2 separate regions of the Mus musculus genome follow, and region 2 is linked to region 1. A link is a contact called in public promoter capture Hi-C data. All regions are on one chromosome and are shown on one strand. The core of a region is the stretch at or near the end of the contact, and the rest is flanking DNA. Distances in the headings are between cores, read along the strand shown.

What was found. Capture Hi-C pulls out chosen DNA fragments and counts their contacts.
Region 2: a promoter capture Hi-C map of adipose tissue shows a contact between it and region 1. The contact joins the promoter of 2610528A11Rik here to the promoter of Ccser2 in region 1. A contact is called at or near these places in 8 of 39 promoter capture datasets (the 3T3-L1 cell line, 3T3-L1-derived adipocytes, the C10 cell line and 4 more), 14 of 484 Hi-C or Micro-C datasets (B cells, CD8 T cells, the G1E-ER4 cell line and 10 more), 3 of 115 datasets of contacts at active chromatin or transcription factors (CD4 single positive thymocytes, bone marrow-derived macrophages and microglia) and 2 of 9 other capture datasets (adipose tissue and liver).

The regions. Positions count from the first base shown.
Region 1 is chr14:36,966,741-36,970,658 of GRCm38.p6, reverse strand. It overlaps Ccser2 (coiled-coil serine rich 2), which reads left to right and starts at 1,895. Exons shown (of 11, transcript NM_027045.1): 1 at 1,895-2,117.
Region 2 is chr14:37,108,405-37,112,322 of GRCm38.p6, reverse strand. It overlaps 2610528A11Rik (RIKEN cDNA 2610528A11 gene), which reads left to right and starts at 2,222. Exons shown (of 3, transcript NM_001206684.1): 1 at 2,222-2,344. The coding sequence starts at 2,275.

The DNA.
Region 1 (3,918 bases), core at 646-3,145:
TTCCAATAATAGCTTTGGTCTGGGTTTTCCCTTCACTCCCAGCCAAACCCAATGCCTCTCCATATGCCCCTGCATGACATGGCACCCCATCTTTCAGGAAATGTAAGCCATAAAAATAATCTTTCAGTACATTGATCTCGCGGTGTTGTCACAGTCATCCGGGAAATTAAAATCCTGTGGGCATACACTGGAAGATTTGCCTAATAGAAATAGAAGCAAGGTGCCAACCAAGGAAGTGAGAAAATTGGGACAAAGACAAAATGGGAACACAGAAAATTTGATGAAGCCTGAAAAATTCATATGCATCAGGCACTCTGTAAGGCTTCTACCTTTGCAGAAGAAAGGGAAGTGGTGACCTAGCACGTCAAACTGCCAAAGAAAACACATACTTACCTCAAATATTCAGGGAGTCACAAGACAACAGCCAAGCAGTTCTGAGAAGCAAAGCTCTTCCTGGTTTGGGGAATGGAAAGATCACCCTGCCCCCTCCCAGATTCTTTATAGAGCCTATTGGAACAGTTGCATCTTGCCTAGCTCCCAAGGACAAGCTGTGGAGAGCCACTTCTTTTCCATCTCTCAATTTAGATTGTAGCGTAAAGTCCAAAGCATATTTAGCAACCTCATCGCATGAGTGTTGTGTTTGAATCTGAGGTCTGGAACTGGTGTTTGCTCTCTTAATGATTTACTTAATCTAAAAAGAAACATACTGCATGAAGCCCTAGTCTTTTCCAGCACTTTAAAGATACACATTATCATCCACAAAATTAAGTCTCCCTATCATTATTCTATTGACCAATTAAAGAGACAAGTAATAATGAAACAGGTAAAAAGGAAATTTACTCATTATGGCCACATAGGGAATTGGAGGAAGCAAAAGGGTACAGTTATCACCAAGTCCACCGTCAGGAGTACTGACCAGAGGTTTAAGTCTATATAGAGAGCTAGAGATAGTTGTAAATTGAGCACTCCTGCCTGGTTAAGGTGTGATAGGACTGACCTAGCACTGTTTCGGCTCACTCCGGTCTATCTTGCAAAGTGGTCTGAGAAGTTGTCAGAGCTACGAATCCTGGGAGGCAAGCTCCTTCTCTGGATAGCGCTAGGCCTTCAGTGTTGTTTCCATTTCTCCAGGATGAAAATACCTAAAATTTAAAACATTATTTGGAGTATAATGTTTCAACAGTCTGATGGCCTGAGGGGCGCTAGTGTCTCCTCCCCTACCACAGTGGTTATGTTAGTGGTCTGGAGGACAGGTGGAGACTTTCCAAGTTCTCTTTCAATATTATTAATTTCAGTTGAGCTGTTAGGGCTAGTGAGGAGACTAGGCAGTCTAGGGTCAGATAAATATCACCGTCAATGCTTTTAATAGACAGCCAGATACTGAAGGCTTTCATGATGGTGACTCTCAACGACTTGTCTGACCATCTAGGAAGGAGGGAGAGATGGCATTTGGAATGGGATTGGGATCCACAGCCTCATAAAATAGCTCCAATTCTCAGCTCTCAGTGTTTTATCGCAATCTCCGCTCAGATTCAGTATGCACGGCTGAGGCATAGCCAGCCACAGTCAGGCCAAAACAAGACGTAAAGTGGGGAAGTCATGCTTGCTCCAGTGTTCAGATCACTCCTGTCAGACTGGAGCCGGAGCTGACAGGTTTGGTTGTGGTCAAGCTGCACATTTGAATCCAGCCAAGAGACCGGAGTGAAAGGTTCAAGCCAGGAAAAGACCTGAGTCAGGGGGTAAAAAGGCAAGGTCAGTGGATCAGGGCGGAGCCTGCGAACGGCTGGCGCGAGGTTGGGGCGGGCCCGGAGGCGGGGTCTAGTCCAGTGAGACTCGCGCCTGCGCAAGGACAGACCGGGAGGCGGGGCCGCGCACGCGTAGTGCGAGGGCCCTGGAGGGCGGAGTCCAGGAGGGTGCCGGCCTAGGGAGGGGGCGCGGCGTCGGTGAAGTCCGGCGCTCCCGCAGGCCGAGGAGGCGATGCTGGCTGCTGCGGGGCAGGCGGCTGGACAGACCGGGATGTGACGGAACTGCCTCTCGCCTCTCTCCCATCCTCGGGCGGGCAGGTCGCTGGGCGACCGGCAGCCGGGCCGCGGCCGAGGAGGCAACGCGACCTCCGCACGGTGAGAGTCGGGGGTCAGGGCCGGGGTCTCGGGGCGCCCGAGGCTGCCTGGCTCCGGGGCGCAGCGCGGGCGGACGGAGGGCCGGGTGTCCTTGGCCAGCAGCGCTCTGGGACGACCCTCGGAGCCCCCGCCCCCTCTCCCGAGCCGCCTGCTGTGCAGCGGGCAGGCCGGATGCCCCTGCTCGGTGGTGCTGTGACGGGAAGGGGCCGCGGGATGCCCGGGCTGCAGCCTTCCTGCACCGGGAAATCAGGGCGAGGCAGAGATGCCCTGGGATTTCAAAGCCTGGATGCTCGCGTTGGTGAGGGAAAGTACCTGAGAGCCCGGAATGAGTGGGATTTTTTTTTTTTTTTTTTTTTTAAATCACTGAGTCAAAACAAAGACACGCCCTAAAACACGTCTTGAGAACTTTGGTGGATTACGGGGCGTCTGTAGGTTCAGGTGCTTTACGCCCCTCCTCTCCCTCTTTTGGACGTCTATTTTTATACATTTTTTTTAAAAATGTACCTACTTTCTTGACAAAGTAAAGGGAGGGGGCAATCCATTTGAGGTGGTCGTTGCTCGTAAAGCCTGATTTTGAATTTCAATAATTGCAAATTCATCTTTGCTGGCTACCTAGCCAATTAGGTTTGCTGATCATAAAATAGGCCTTAGCCATGGAAATGACTAGTGCACAGACTCTTCGCCGTTCAAGATTGGAATGCCCTGTTTCACTTAAGGAGAGAGAAAAACCAGGTGGTTCACGCCTTTATCCTGGCATTCAGGACGCAGAGGCAGGTGGATTTCTGTGAGTTCCAGGCTAACCTAGTCTACATAGCAAGCTTCAGAATAGCAAAAACTACCTGGACCTTGTCTCAAAAAACCCAAGCTGGGGGAGGACGGTTATGAATGAGAATAAGCATTTACCTTTTTTTTTTTTTTTCAGAGTAGCCGTTTGAAAAAGCATTTTTTTTGGGGGGGTCAAGAACATTAAGTATTAGTGAGACATATGTATTTAGACAGTTGATTAAAGTATCATCATTTAGATTAAAAAACTGGAATCAAATTTAATGCAAAGGATAACTATAAAGTATGCGTTAAAATGTATAGTGTATAATTGGTAAGGGATGTAAACGTTGATGAAGGGTTTGCATTGGATGAAGTCAGTCTTCTTTCCAGACTTTATTAATGTTTGTCTCTCTTAATTTGTTAGAGTGCATTGCTCTTCTCTTATATGGTGGTTTTCTTCCTTGTTCTCAGCAACACTGACCTCAGTCTCTAGGTTAAAAATACTTAACAACCCTTAACCTGTAATTTGTTCTGTTTCTTTAATACGTCATAACAAGAAAGCCAGAAGCCGCCCTTCGCGCAGGAACTTTTTTATTCTACCTTCCCTCAGGTAGAATCTTTTTGCTTGTTGCCATATTGCTTTTACTATTGTGGGTGAAGAAGAGAATTTTAATTTCATGGTTAGAATTCCTTCAGTCTTTTCCAGTTTCTGGTGCTTGTCTGCGTTCTCGTTTCGTCTACAGTTACACATGTCCTCTCCATGGGACTGTTTGCAGTTCACAGACGATGGCATCTTCCTTTGTTTCCTGGGTCCAGAATTGTCTTCCTAGTAAACATCTTGCATCCCCGCTAGAGCATTGAGCTTGAGTCTTGTCTGGGCATTTCATCTCTTGTTTTCACTGCTCCAGCAGCACCAGGCCACGCTGCACTGAGCAGTTCATCAATTAGGAGTTAACGATTTGCTGATATAGGTCTTCCCCAGGCTTCTGAGTTTCTTCTTATGTTTGCTGCTACAGCACATACTGCTAAAATCTAT
Region 2 (3,918 bases), core at 973-3,472, 140 kb before region 1:
CAGTTCTTCCTCTCTTAATTCACCTCCTCTTGCTCAAGCTTTTGTAATACTCAAAAAGTAAGCTGTAAGCCCCATCTGCTCAGTGACCAGTTAACTCCTTGGGATGCTGGAAGTTGTAGTTTTTAGAAAATAACAAAGCCTCATGGGAAAGTACAGTGGCCTATAAGTCAGTCTTTATGAACCCCTGCAATTGTCTCGGGAGCCATTCAGCTGAGAAATCCCGGGGAATGGTCCTAACCAAAGTCCATCTCTTGGTCAGTGCTTAATATTTAATAGAGTTTGCTTTAAATTTGGCTCAAAATGATGGAATTGGTTTTTCTCCAGCGACTCTCAGAATTAGCACCTTATTGTCAACCATCTCCAGAATGACAGCCTGACCTGGGCACAGGTGACGGGTGCCTTAGACTCTTAGCACAACCTAGGCATTACAGAGCTCTGTGGCACTCACAGCGGAACTGTAATGATGCCACAGGCCTAGTGTCTGCCTTACCCTCCTCTTGCTTTCCGGGTTCATGGATTTGTCTCCCAGACCTTTGCTGCTGGGAGGAAAGAGAAGTCTGAGAGCTATCCATCAACCACACCAGGTGCTGAGAAAGCTTGGGAGGGAATAGTTGTGAACTTGGTCTGGAAGAAGAACAAGAGCTATGTCAGGAGCTGAGAGTTTGAGCAGAGCTGAGCAAAGGCTCAGTAGAGTGTGTGGCAATTGCCCACATACTATCTATCCCACACAGGCTGGAGATTCCCTGACTCATCTAACCCTCAAGACCAGAGGCTGGCACTTGCTAAGGCACTGTGGTGGTTTGAATATGCTTGGCAGAGAGAATGCCACTATTAAGAGGAGTGGCTTTGTTGGAATAGGTGTGCCCTTGTTGGGGTAAGTGTGCCACTATGGGTGTGAGCTTGAAGACCCTCATCCTAGCTGCCTGGAAGTCAATCTCCTAGTTGTCTTCAGATGAAGATGTAGTATTCTCAGCTCCCCCTGCACCATGCCTGCCTGGACATTGTCATGCTCCTGCCTTGATGATAGACTGAATGTCTGAACCTGTAAGCCAGTCCCAATTAAATGTTGTCCTTATAAGGGTTGCCTTAGGTCATGGTGTCTATTCCCAGCAGTTAACCCCTAACAAAGACAGTATTGTGCTTGCCCTGTCCCACAGGGAGCTGTCTTCCATTCAATCCCTATGCTTTGGCCATGTGGTCTTAGAGACCACAGACCATTCCTAGGAGAAAAAAGAGCCCTAAGTGTCCAGCATCTACCTACACGGCCAAAAGACACCAGGCCTACCTTTTTCATCTGTGGTCCAGGAAGTCCACCACAACCTGACTCACCATACTGGCCCACTGTCCTACCGAACCTTATCTACTCCATCTCTGGGTAGCCTTCTCTCCTTCCTTCTCCAATTGGCTGTACATTATCTTTTATGGGTATTTGGCATGGTTCTATGTAATGTAGCAGTCATCTCTCTTTGCACAGCAGTCTCTGAGGTCAGTCACAGTATCACATCTCAGTCCAGAGCATGTCTAAGGGATGAGCGATCTAGCTTCCTGTGGCTGGGAAACACTCCCTTACTCCTCCAGTGGGATTCTCCCAGATGCCATGCCTGGCTCAGGCTGGCATGTAGGACCCTTTTTATTTAATCACTTTGACAGTTGTTCCCCAAGGACTAGCTTCAGTCCCCACATACTTTAACAATGGCATAAGTACCCAGCTTGGCACAGATGACTTCTTGGAACATGTCCTCAGGCCGCTCTGTGTCCACTTTACAGATGGACAGCAGACTCAGAGACAATTAATGATGACAAGTTCAAGATAACACTGCTGATAAATGTCAGGGAAAGGATTCCAACCCAGGCCATTTGGCTCCCCCTGAGCCTTTGCCTTTGCTTTTATGGCCCCTTCCCCAGCCACATTTACAAGAGGGCAGGAAGATCTGCATTCGGTGGAGTTATTGCTCACTCTAAAAGTTAACCTTTAACCCTTTTCGCTACACAAGAGTTTCTTTTTCTAACCACCGAGGCCAACACAGAACAGCTTCCAGGGCTAGACATTCAGCACTACGTGCAGCAAGTCACCTAATCCTCCTGACTTCTTGAAGAGCTGGTTTATTATCCTGTTGGGAGGGGCCCTCTGCACTTATGCGACTTCTAGGGCTGGGATGCCTTGCCTATGGGGAAACGCCTCTTTCTGCCACCTTATAAATGTCTTCAGAGGCCAAAGGGAGGTCTTTCGTGGCACAGCTTCCTCCCTAGGCGTGAGACTCCGGCTCCTTCACTATGAGACTTCTAGCCCTTTCCGGTCTGCTCTGCATGCTGCTCCTCTGTTTCTGCATTTTCTCCTCAGAAGGTAACCTGCCCCTGGGCATTGACTCCGTGGTCTGGGAAGGTTTTGAACAGAAACTAGTGGGGCATAGGTTCCAGCAGACAGTCCTGTGAATTGTGCAGATATTTTGTTCACAACAGTGCCTAACGAATAGCTTGGGAACTTCAGACTTTATAGCTTTTATGTGCATCTCCCGTTCCCAAAGATGCTACAGGCCTACTGTGTAAACAGAATTTTGGCACCAGATGTGTAAACGGAAGACGTTGCAGTTCCAAGGTACAGTAAAAGGGAAGGTGCTTACGGTAGATACAAGGTAAGTACAGCCAGAGGCATCTGGAAGAGTCTGGAGCAGAGAGAGGAAGTAGTACACTAAACATAGCCAGCAGACAGAACTTGATCGTGAGAGAAAAAGGGAAGAGGAAGGGCAAGAGAGGAGGAAGACAGAGAATTTAGGCTAAGGAAGCCAAGAAGGAGAGGGCCAAGAGAGGAAGACAATAGACAGCACGCATGGCTGAAATGTCATGCTTACGTGGGAATGAAAAGTTGGGGAAGAGAATCCCGTGGTTTGGAGAAATTGAGACTAGAGGGACAGGATGAGAAGAATTGAGACGAGCCAGAAGTTGTTACCCTGAGAAGTCCTGGAGCCTGTATGCACTTTGGTGTCCTAGCAGGCTCCACAGACAGCCATTTGTCTCTTCTGAAAGTAATAAGGAAATGGCTGCTTTGGTTGAGGAAAACAAGTGCCAGCTTTTGGGAGAGTGGAGTTTCCCTTGGACCTGACAACTATATAAAGTTGCATACAGTGTTGCATTTGTAACAGTGTAAATGAACAATTGGCCATTTAAACTTGAGGATTTCAAATCCTGCACAGAATGCTCCACATGCAGAAGGAATGAAGTTATGTACAATAGGGGGATATATGTGTGGGAACATACATGGTCTTTTCATCCCTGTAGAGAAGAATATTTATACCTGCTGCCTTTAAGATTCATTATTTTATTGATGTGACTGTATGCGGATATGCCACATGTGAGCGGATGCCCTCAAAGGCCAGAAGTGGGTGCTAGACTTCCTGCTGTGGAGTTACAGGTGGTTATGAGCCACTGGACTTGAGTTCTTGGAACCAGACTTGGGTCCTCTGGAAGAACAGCAATCGCTCTTCAAGCCTGAGTCACCTCCCCATGCCCCTACTGCCTTTGTTCATTCTAAAAGCTGCGTATTGGAGTATTTTTCCTACTTAATCCTCTATTTCCTTTTTTCATATCGATACTTATGATTTTAACTCTTAGTGAACATAAAAGATTAAAATAAAAAAAAACTCCCCTCACAATATTACTTAATCACTCACAATAGTGATGGTTGACTTCAGTCCTGTACAGGATCCTCCCTGAGTAGTTGGGTTACGGAAAGCATTTGCTTTTAGTTTTGGTTGTTTGATTGGTTGTTGTTGCTCAAGTTTCTACAGTGAAAATGCAACTTCTATAAAGAAAACAATGACTAGTTTCTTCAACACAGCCCACAGCATTGCCATTTAACAGAGCCTTATATTGGGACAATTTCAAGGTCACCAATTTGAGTCTAGTGGAAATCCAATGGGT